Regions from separate parts of the Mus musculus genome. Here region 1 is linked to region 2. The links are chromatin contacts, called in public capture Hi-C maps. All regions are on one chromosome and are shown on one strand. Each heading gives the region's core, a stretch centred on a gene start, on an enhancer-like site or on the middle of the called end of the contact. The rest is flanking DNA. Distances are from core to core; before and after follow the strand shown. Region 1 overlaps Got1 (glutamic-oxaloacetic transaminase 1, soluble). Region 2 overlaps Hpse2 (heparanase 2).

Region 1 (5,454 bases), core at 1,459-3,958, 600 kb after region 2:
TAGGGCCCTAGACGTTCACTTCAAGCTGACTGACCCTTGACTCCCACCTATCTCGGGAATGCTGTTATATTAATCCCCAGAGACGTGTTCTCTCAAACAAAGATGACAGGCAGATTTTCCCTTCCTCTGTTTAGTTTCCTCTCAGCCTAAAGAGTCCTAACGTTATTATGATGAAAGTGATGATGAAAGTCCTCTGTTTTACCATTCAGAAAAATGTCTTCACCTAGAGTGTCATTTGGCTCTCACATACTCTACAAAGTAAATGGATTGAGAGAAATCAAAAGACAGTCAGCACGGATGGACGCGAGTGAGATCTCCCAGCTCTGGGTCTGCTCACTCCGTCTTCTGTAAGCCACTCCGTCCACCTGTCATTGATCGGACCCCTCCAATTCTAATGAGGCTTCAGCGTAACTCTCTCAGTAGAGATAAAAGGCATAAATAGATAAATTAAATGTTGCCTAATATGCCTACACGATTAAGGAAAACAAAAGAATCATATAAAAAACGTCTATAAATAAAGGGAGGCGGCTAGGATGTTGTCTTAGTTAGGGTTTCCATTGCTGTGAAGAGACACCCTGACCAAGGCAACTTTTATAATGGATAACATTTAATTGGGGCTGGCTTACAGGTTCGGAGGTTCAGTCCATTATCAACAAGGCAGGAAGCATGGCAGTGTCCAGGTAAACATGGTGCTGGAGGAGCCAAGAGTTCTACATCTTAACTGGAAAGCAGCCAGGAGACTGGCTCCCACATGGTTAGGAGGAGAGTCTCTAAGCCCACCCCCACAGTAACACACTTTCTCCAACAAGGCCACACTCCTAGTAGTGCCACTCCCTAGGCCAAGCATAGTCAAACCACCACAGATAAAGAACTAGAACATTTACCTAACACATGAAGGGCTCTAGGTCCAATCCCAGAGAGAGAGAGAGAGACAGAGACAGAGAGTGCAAGTGCCAGGCAGTAGAGGCACACAGCTTTAATCCCAAAACTCAGGAGGCCAGGGCAGGTGGATAACTGTGAGTCTGAGGCCAGCCTGGTCTACAGAATGAGTTCTAGAACAGCCAGGGCTACACAGAGAAACTCTGTCTCAGAGCAAAACAAACAACATAAGAAGAGGAGTGTGATTTCAATGGAAAATTGCCGACCACAGGCTGAGGTATCTGAACACGTGATCCCAGTAGATGGTGCTGGGGTGGTGGTGGTATGTAACCTTTAGCAGGTACAATTCCGTGGAAGAGCAACTCGCTGGGGAAGGGCTTTGAGGGTTTATGCTTCACTCCACTTCCTGTTCACCCTCTGCTTCCTGCACACGCCTGAAGATGTAACTCTCACCTGCCTACCACACCTCCGTTTCATTAAGGACCCGAACCCTCAGAAACCATCGGCCAAAATAAATCCTTTCCTCCAAAGGATGCTTTTGGTTCTGGTGTTTTATCATGGTACTAAAGAGTACTTAATGCCAAGGGACGCACAGCAGTCTCCTAGCAGTGACAACTTCATGAAAGACTCAGGAATAGTCACAGTAGAAAGACTTTGGTTTTTCGAGACAGGGTTTCTCTGTATAGATGTGGCTGTCCTGGAAATCACTTTGTAGAACAGACTGTCCTTGAACTCAGAAATCGGCTTGCCTCTGCCTCCCAAGTGCTGGGATTAAAGGCGTGCGCCTAAATTGGTTTTCTTTAAGGTGTGGGGGTGGGGGAGGTGTTTGTTTGTGTGTATGTGTTTGTATGTGTGTTTGTGTGTGTGTGTATGTGTTGTGTGTATGTGTTGTGTATTCCAACAGAGGCCAGAAACAGGTTTTGAAACACGTGGAGCTGGCGTTACAGGCTTGTGGAAGCTGCCCAGAGTGAATGCTATAGGATCCAAACCCCGTCCGTCAGATAGAGCAGTGAGTACTCTTAACCATAGGCTGTCTCTCCAGCCCTACGTGATGATCCTAAAGACACACAAAGAGCTTCGTTCCTGTGTTATTTGTAAAATCTCATGATTGAAGAAACACATTCGGCTATCGTGCATTTGCTCTGGCAGTATGGTTCGATCTTACACAAGATTCACAAATACAGATGACCTTGAAGTAATGTGATGTGGGCATGGATGTAGGCATTATAGCATTTGAAATAATAAAGAGGTTAAAAGAAGAAAATTTCTTTTTAGAGGAGAAAAGCTGCCCTAAGTTGTTCTAAAACTCTAAGCTAACACTCATGCTAAAAGACAGCAAAGGAAAAATCGTTCAGGGAGTAGCGGTCCTGAGGTTAGCCCCGCCCTCCAGGGAGTAGAGGTCCTGAGGTTAGCCCCGCCCTCCCTCCTGTTCCAGAAGCACATGGTGTCAGCACAGATACACAGGGTACCCAGGACTGCAAACGATCCTGGGAACGAAAAATTATAAATTCACTCCATTAACATCAGCTACCTGAGCACTCATAACATATGACACGTGAAAGACTGAATCCTCAAACCACCGTGCCCTAAAAATTAAACACTGGATGGCTTCTGTGACACATGGTACTCTAAATATCAACAATTGACAGAAACTGCTTTTTGTGAATAAATAAAGTAGCAACTGGTCATTGTAGAAACTTTTTTGGCCAAGAAAGTCCTGTGTTTTGTAAAAAAGGAAAAATCAATATTTAACGAGATAAGTTCAGACAATTCACGGACTCAACCACTGGACCCAAATCACTAAACAGGTATCCAGAACAAAGAGTCAACCAGTTAAAACTGGACCAGACAGTCTCTGCATCTCCTTTTCGTGTTGACATATAACTGTTGACTTTAGAAACATGTCAGATATCATAATTGGTCGTGTTATTTCATTGTGACGGGAGCAGAGCCCACAAGAAGCTGTTTGAGGCCAGGGTCACACGTCACCTGGGTTCCATAGCAACTCTTACCGTATCTGATACACACCACCACACAAGCTCCTGCCCAACTGGCTGAAGAAAGAATCTAGTGTGGAAAAGACCGGAGGCAGGGCAAGATCCCCGGACTCCTTGAGGCGAGGGCCAAAGTAGAGACTGAGATCTCACTACAAGGAAAGGCATCACGTCGGGTCTTCTGGGGCTGGCTACCTGCCATGCCGGCTGAGGCTCAGGAACAGCAGAGCCTAAAACACTGCTCTACTGTGAGATTCTGTCTGAATCCAAAAGTCTGAGAACAGAAAAGCAGCAGCAGCCAGGGTCCCAGAATTGAGCTCCTTCAAAGCAGGTGGTAATGGTAAATTTCAAGAGGAAGGCTGTGTAAGGAAGCTGACATTACCGTTAACCTTGTTCATTCTTCACGTCTTGTCTCTACTATCCCTTCTCCTAGTCTGGCCACTCCAGTTAAAACTGAAGCCAGCCTCCCTCCCTTCCCCACGGCTAACATGCCTCCGCCCCCTCTCTTTCTACAGCATTTGACAAGTTTAACACAGTAAACGGAAGGAGGACCTGTCTCTGTGGTCACATGTATGTTTGGGTCCTAGCATCTAGCAACGTGCCTGGCTCTTCTGACAAGTGACTAACTCAAACATCTGAGACCCTTGGAAGTTCTGTGAGCTAACTGTTGGAACGTGTACTAAACAAAAAGCCAGGATCCCTAGCCAGGATCAGAAATTGTGAGATGATCCCTAGCCAGGGTCACAAATTGTGAGATGATCCCTAGCCAGGGTCACAAATTGTGAGATGATCCCTAGCCAGGGTCACAAACTGTGAGAGGAAAAAAGCCTTATAAAATCAGACATCCTAGCACGCTGGAGACGTGGCTCAGCAGTTAGGAACACTTTCTGGTTTCAGTTCCCTGCATCCACATGGTGACTCACGGTCATCTGAATCTCCAGTTCCAGAGGATCTGAGACATTCTCCTGACCTCCACGGGCACCAGGCATGCGCGTGACGCATGTATACACGCAAGCAAAATACTCTCACATATAAAGTGGAGGAACAATATTTTTTCATTTAGGCGCTAGAGTAAAGCCACAGTGAGTTCTGTTATTCCCAGACTTCAAACAGCCACGTCATAACTCAGAGAACATAAGTAACCAGCCACGCCTGAGAAAGTGAACGATTCAGCACAGAAGTGACCCTTGGTCGGGTCCTGAAGGTCTCAGAGGTCTGGACTAGAGAGTTGGTGAAGCAAGGACGGGCATTCTACACAGAGGGAAAAGCCAGGCCTGGGTTCTGAGTTCTGATAGGCCTGTGGGTCTGCGAAACAGCAACACTCTCCACTCTTGGACTGGCAGGATCCCGAAGGGATAACAGGGAGAGGGATGGCAAGCTCACAGACTGGACCACACTCTGTAGACAGCAACGAAGGTGCACCCTGTGGAGGAAGGGAGCAGGCAGCACCGTTAGCCCTCTTTATAAGGAGTATCTCCCTTCCTGTAGTGTGGGAAATGTTCTGAAATGACAAGGAGAGTAGAGGCTGGAAGGCCAATGAGGCTACTACAAGAATCTACATGAGCTGGTGGCCTTGTGGATGAAGATAGTGGCCCAGGGATGCAGAGAACTTCCAGGAAAAAAAAAGAAAGAAAGAAAGGCTCAGAGCTCAGGAGCAGCTGGTACCCAGAGTAATTCAGATGCTGGGAAGTATCCCAAAACAGGAACTTTACATAACTGATGCCATAAAAACCGTCCTTTAAGTCCGTTCTGTAATCAAAACACGGTGAAGACGAACTAGACCAAGAAGGAAGAGTAAGTTACCAGGTCAAGGCCATGAGCCCCAGGCCAGATTCTTACAGTCTTTTTTTTTTTTTCCAGTTTTTCAAGACAGGGTTTCTCTGTATAGCCCTGGCTGTCCTGGAACTCACTCTGTAGACCAGGCTGGCCTCGAACTCAGAAATCCGCCTGCTTCTGCCTCCCAAGTGCTGGGAGATTCTTATAGTCTTAAGAGGTCAAAACCTAGATCCATGGACAGAGGAATACTGTCAACAAAGTAGCCATGTTGAGAATACAGTTCTCTTAGAGAAGCTGCTCCCTCAATATGGACTCTGATTTGCCAACAACAGCCCAACCTAATCTATAGCATATACAGAGAGGTACCATATGTCAGTGGAGTGTTGGGCCACAAATGGGACATCTATAACACACTAACACACACAGACTGACAGACAGACACATACACACACACACACACACACACACACACACACACACACACACACACACAGATCAGGGACCACTGAGGAGGGAGTGGAAGGTTTTTAAGAGCCAGAGGTTGGGAAGGGCTGGAACACAACTGTGTGCTCCTGACATGACAGGCTGCTGGCTCACACGGACACACATCGGCTGCACTCTCCTGCATAAAACCGAGCACGTCATCATTCCAGCAGGGAGGGGGAAAGAGAAATGGAAATGGGTATGACCAAAACACACTGCCCGAAACTCTGAGGAGCGATAGAACATATAGATTTTAAAACAGACTGCCCACCTTCTGTCTGGGCAAACACAGGATTTTCAGGGCAACTCTTCCATACCACGC
Region 2 (5,886 bases), core at 569-3,068:
TATATCTGTGTGAAGACTCCTTTTGCTGTCCTAGCGTGGGAGCTAGGAAGATGCTGACTAGTAATTCCCCATTCCTCTCCCTGAAAGCTCTGTAAATCACACTTAAAAAAAGCAACAAGCTGAATTCCAAAACCCTCTTGGAGGAGAAGTGCCCGGGCTGGTGGGTCTGGCCTCTGTCCACTGAATGTACACAAACACCGGCTACTCCCGAGGGAGCTCACAACCGATTGCTTAGCTGTGGAGACTCACTTGTCCCTTCTTTCCCAGTGGCAGGTCATCAGGGGAAAGGGCGGAGCCTGTGACAACACATGGGCATGGCGTAACTAACATGTGCTCTTTTCCTCAGGAAGACAGGCTCACGGCAGAAGGAGGTGCCACTTTGCTAGCAGAAAGCTACAGAGGAACAAGGGATGTGGCTGAAAAGTTATTTCCTGAGCAAAACAGCAGAGTAGAACCATTCTCATTCTGCTCCTCGCCTTCCCCCTTTCCCTTCTTCACCCCACCTTTTTGAACTTTTGTTGTAAAAGAGAAGACTTCAGGTCCAGCAGAAACGGACCCACAGATACAGAGATGCCCCTAGGTGCTGTCCTCAAGTCCTCCTCCATTATCATCAGCTCTCACCATCATCAGTGTCAGAGTGGAGCCTTCACACTTGGTGACCTTCCATCAGTGACATGGAAAGTCCACACTTCACAGTAGGGTTTATCTGTGGTGCCCATTCTGTGGTTTGGGATTGGCACAGAAGCAACCCACTGTTTAGTATCATTCAGAATAGTTTCCCTGCCCTAAAATCTTCTGTTTCTCTCCCTCACCCTAACTCCTAGAAACCATGTTCACAGTGCTGTCCTATCCTGCTATTGTCTCTTACCTTTGACAGGTACTACTGGAACAGGCCTGCCAGAGCGGGACAGTGGAAAGGTGAAAAGTTAAAGACAAGGGGGAAGGGTGGTGTGGGACGTGGCCTGAGGGGCCCTGAGGCCCAGAGGCTTGCCATCTCTGGATTTACTCAAGAGCACCAGCAAAGCAGAAAAAATTTGCTAATAAGATTCTTTCCTGAAATATACTAAGTTGGGTTTGAATGAATGGGAGTACAAAAACCATATTTTTCCGGGAGAAACTCAAGTACAATTAAGTAGAGCTCTAATCTCTTAAACTCTCCTGAAGAAGCAGCATGGTACAAAGCCCACAGGTTGTTACTGGCATTGTTTAGCTATCAGTTCCACAGCTGTCTGACATGGTGACCAATATGATCCTCAAGTCCAGCTCCATTCCCCATCTTTGGGCCCAGTCAGCAATTCTGGCCTGTCTTGTAAATTCTTTCCAGGGGACACTAGGACACTCTCGCAGCTGTGGAGTTTTCTACTTATAAGGTACAGCATTTGCTATGAGGCGAGATAAAGAAGGAGCTTGCTACCTTGTGAGCGCTTTTACATATGCTTTCCTTATCACAGCCTCATGTCTCTGGACCTGCAGCTGCCCCGCTCACTTGGGCCTTTGTGCTGCATCCCTGGACACAGTTAAGGGATCTTAGAGGCTTATGTGAGCTCTGGGGCCATCAGGTGTCAGCTGAGGATTTCTGTGCTCTGCTTTTAAAGAAAGTAACGGGCAGTTACTCCTATTTGGGGAGAATAAAGCCATGAAAGTTTGTGTCTTAAGTGTCCAAAGCCATGGTCCTGGGCAGTCACACAGATGCGTGGTAAGATACCCAGGTGGTCCTATCCTGGAAAGGAGGCCTGTTTAGTCTTCCAACACCCATCTTGCACCAGCTTGTCTCCTTTGCTCCTGTTTATCGCCAGACCCAAGTCAAGGGCAGAATTTGCCTCAGGCATAACAAAGACACCTACATGAGCACTTAGGGAAATAGCGCTGCACAGCAGAGAGAAAGTAGGATTCAGAGCTAGAAAACCCCGGGGGTCCTGGCTACTGTGACTTCTCTGACCTCAGGAACCTGAGCTGACATCACAGCTATTGTCCACACTCCTTTAGCTCTCTATTTTTTCAGGAAAGTTAATAAAGTCATATTTACCTCGGTAGGCTTTATTTAGAGCAGTTATGATAAACTACAATGATCTCATACTCATTTTCCATTTCTCGCCACAATACACAGGATCTCTGTCCTTCTGGCTCAATGCAGAGATCTGGCCAGGAATTATAGTAAGCAAATGGGATGCAAAGAAGATGAGTGAATGAGGTTTGAATGAAGGAAGGGAAGAAGAAAAAAGGAAGGACTGGAGTTTTGCTGATACACCAAATAAAATTAAATAAACATAGAAAACAATCTTGACCTGTTAAGTGTGACCTTCACTGATAAAAGCGGTGCTGTGCATTGAGGAAGCGTGAGGACTTCCATGATCAAAGCTCCCCAGGGATTTTTTCTCACTACTTCTAGTACATCTGACTCCCGCCTACTTCACATCTATGCAGTCTCCTCCTTCCTTCCAGCCTCTGGCACATGTGACCCTGCGTCTCTGGACGTGCTGAGTTAGTTCCTGCCATGAAATGTTTCTGTTAGTCTCTGCCTTGCTTAAAAAGCTGTGTGACGCCTGCTTACCTAGCTTCTTACCATCAGTTGTCTCTTTCCTTACCTGTCACATGGTAATAAAAGCCCTTCCTGTATCCACATCTAGGAGTCTAGATGTATAATAGAATAATAACATTCTACTATTTATTTATTCATTGTTGTTTCTTCCCTGACTCCTGCTTCTCAAAAACAAAACAAAACAAAAAACAAAACAAAACAAAAACCAACCAACCAACCAACTAACCAAAAAAACCCTTTCATTTATTCCAAATAGAAAACATGATCTATATTTGTTTGATACTTATACCTTGGAGATAATTTTCTAATTATTTTGGCTTATTTACACAAATTAAATCTCTATAGTTCTAAGCAGAAAACTCTCACCCCTCCTTTCTACCTCAGCCTCGCGTACAGACTTCAAGACTTACTCTCGCTCTGTGAATAAAAACAATGTGCCAATTGGTTTCAATTTTGAGACTTGAAAATGATATTTTTGTGGGCCACACTATTCCTGTTCTATGCCTCTTGACTTGGGGGTTGGCAAAGAAAAAGTTGGGTGGAAATAGGTAACTGAAGCAAATGACAGGAACAGGAGCTCATGCCCTATTCCGGTTTACTCCCAGGGCCCTCAAGGCAGCCTTAACTCAAGGCCCAGGCTCTGGTCCAGGGCTGGTGTTATACCCCATTCCGTCTCACCCTCAGTGTCCTTGTCCAATAAAGCAGATACATTATCTCAAAGGGCAGCCACAGGCATGGGAAAAGAGTCTGGCCTTCCACCAGGACCACGATGTGATACCTGTGTAAGGAACCATCTGTATGATATTTCTAAGGAAAAAAGCAAACACCAGCTTTTCTGAGCTGAGATTTCCCTGATGATGTAGCAGGTCACTCAGAACTATGCCTTGGGGCAAATCTTCATTGTCACATAGGGGTCAACATCTAACTTCATCCCTTCCCTAAGAGATGGATGGGCGCCTGTTGAATCTGATCTTGGTGAACACCCCATCTGCTTTCAACATGCTGCATCTGACGTTAGCTAATGCCTCTTATTAGCATTAAAAGAAAACAATCTGGAAAAATTCACTCTCAAGCAGAGTTCAAACAGGCCACAAGTAGATGTGGAATCTTAATTGTACAAAGTTTGCTAAAGTAATAGTAATAAATTTATACATTATACACATATAAATGTATGTACATATATGTATGTGTGTGTCTGTGTAGGTGCTGTGTGTAAGAGAGGTGGTGGAGCCAAAAGCCCATGGAATGGTTCATGAAATCAAAGACAAGAATGCTCCATCTGATTTATGAAAGAGACTTCCAATAGCAAAAGAAGAAAAAAAATCTCCTAGTGTGGAAAAAGGCATGATCAAAAGAACCAAATGATATGGAAAGGAATTGGGAATCTTTATCCAGCACTTACTGGTAATGGGTTAAAATTCTGGTCCACCAGATGGTTGTATCCGTGGTCGAAAAATGAATGTCGTATCACGACATCAATGCCCTGATTGGCCAACATTCCTAAAGTGTTTAGCCATCTAAAAGAAAAAGAGAGAAAAAAAGCCACATCAGCACATTTTAAAATGGCATCTAACAAGCACTGTGAAGATTAGCTACAGCACACAAATAATGTCACCAGAACCACCAATTTTACTTGTTGCTTTAAAGGAGAAAATCGTTTTAGGTGCTAAACAAGTACGAGAGCTCAAAGATTATCACAGTTAATCTCTTATTTTACAGGAAAAGAAGTCTAAGGGAATAAAATGAATTGTTCATGGTCATGGCATTATCACAACGTATGGCTTATATTTTACTTCTAGAATACTAACAAATGGATGCAGCCAGCACACAGATGCCCAGTTCTCCTCCCTGCCCCCCCCCCCCCCCACCACACTCGCGCACTCGCACGCTCAGGACTTCACAGCACACCTTGATCCTCAGCCTCCTTGCTCTGTAACAGCACAAGTTTTTCCCAGGACTAAGCTGCATGTGCCTATGGCCAACGCATCCAGCCACGGTGCAAACCTGCCTCGGTGTCTGGACCCCTCATGTTTCACTGTCACAGTCAATGTAATGATGTTCTTCCTTGACACCATGATCAACTAACTATTCAGGGGTTTAAGCATATTACCTTCACATGTGTGCTGCAGTGGGAAACCTGCACTGACCATGTTCTCATCCTGACTATGCAGAGTGCCTAGTTTACACAGCATGCTCCTCGAAGGGCATTCCCAAATGCCCAGACCCTGCCATTGTATCTGACAGACTCAATTCATTCATCAGTTTAGGCAGTCATTGCTTTCTACGTTACCACTACTAAACCATCACTCGTCATTTTACCTCAAACCTCCTTCTCCACAGGTCTGAGTTGCACAGAACTCTTTGAGGAGCCAGTGTAGCATGCCCTCTCATACTGCTGTTTCCCACGTTTTAACTCCTGCTTAGCACTTTCTACCAGCCCTCCTCTAACTCATTTCTTTCTGTTTGCCAAGATTCTCACCACACATCTATCTCCTAAGTGAGTGCTGTCTGCTAACCTCTGGCATCCAAGTCTGCTGTGTCTCCTTCTAACTTCACAGAGCTCTTTCTGTGTGTGCCCTCTGCCAGCCTGGTGGGTGGTGATACCATGGATCTCCACCACTCCCCGTCAGTCCTAGGCCCTCAATCACACCGCATTGAACTTATACTCACAGCACTTCCTGGCACGCTGTTGGTGTACGGCACTGTTTAGGCTGACATTTGTCTGGATAAAATTAGATTCTAGAAACTTTGAAAATCACCATTTAGCACATGGGAAAAATTATGCATAGTTATGATTTCCCAAATCTGAAACCATATGGGGCTCCAAACCCATGACTTCTAGAATTAAATTTTTTCCTTGCTGGAATAAAGAGCATTTCTAATTCTTATATTATGGTTAAATAATGTTCACATTTTCAAATCTTTTTTTACATTTACAATTTTATTTTATTCTCATAGAAATGAACACATTTACTGGCAATTAGAGCTGCAGATTCAAACCCAAAAGCAGAGCAAAACATACACAAACAAGCTTTAAATCAGGAGTTAAGTCTGCGTACAATAGAGCAGAACGTTTGCTCTGCTAGTTTTGTTCACACTGGGACACTGTGACCCAGAGAATTGAAATTACGTTGAGAACATCACATGGCAAAGCTACTTGCCTTTATTATTTTCATTAGTTTGGCAAGCCTGTGAAATCAGGATAAGAGGCTCAGCTCTTGCTCTAATCCTGAGGCACAGTAGCAGACAGATTGCCAAAGATGCCCCATGGTGGAACTCCAGTAAGAACTCTGGGTGAATGCCTCTTAAACCAGAGCTCTAGCCATGTTCATAAAGCACAAAGATGT

Evidence for each region. Capture Hi-C pulls out chosen DNA fragments and counts their contacts.
Region 1: a contact with region 2 is called in a capture Hi-C map of embryonic stem cells, with 3 times the contacts expected there. The contact joins two enhancer-like sites. A contact is called at or near these places in 2 of 115 datasets of contacts at active chromatin or transcription factors (astrocytes and embryonic stem cells) and 1 of 9 other capture datasets (embryonic stem cells).

Annotation. Positions count from the first base shown.
Region 1 is chr19:43,508,348-43,513,801 of GRCm38.p6, forward strand. The region is part of intron 2 of Got1 (glutamic-oxaloacetic transaminase 1, soluble); the gene reads right to left. Among named protein-coding and RNA genes, the nearest start is that of Got1, 14 kb to the right of the region's middle. Within about 2 kb of position 2,709, at least 101 of the 459 cell types and tissues checked have an H3K27ac peak or open chromatin away from gene starts, as enhancers often do. A contact at or near this core is called in embryonic stem cells, where this site is marked.
Region 2 is chr19:42,904,678-42,910,563 of GRCm38.p6, forward strand. It overlaps Hpse2 (heparanase 2), which reads right to left. Exons shown (of 12, transcript NM_001081257.2): 9 at 3,942-4,056. Among named protein-coding and RNA genes, the nearest start is that of Hps1, 130 kb to the left of the region's middle. Within about 2 kb of position 1,819, at least 4 of the 459 cell types and tissues checked have an H3K27ac peak or open chromatin away from gene starts, as enhancers often do. A contact at or near this core is called in embryonic stem cells, where this site is marked.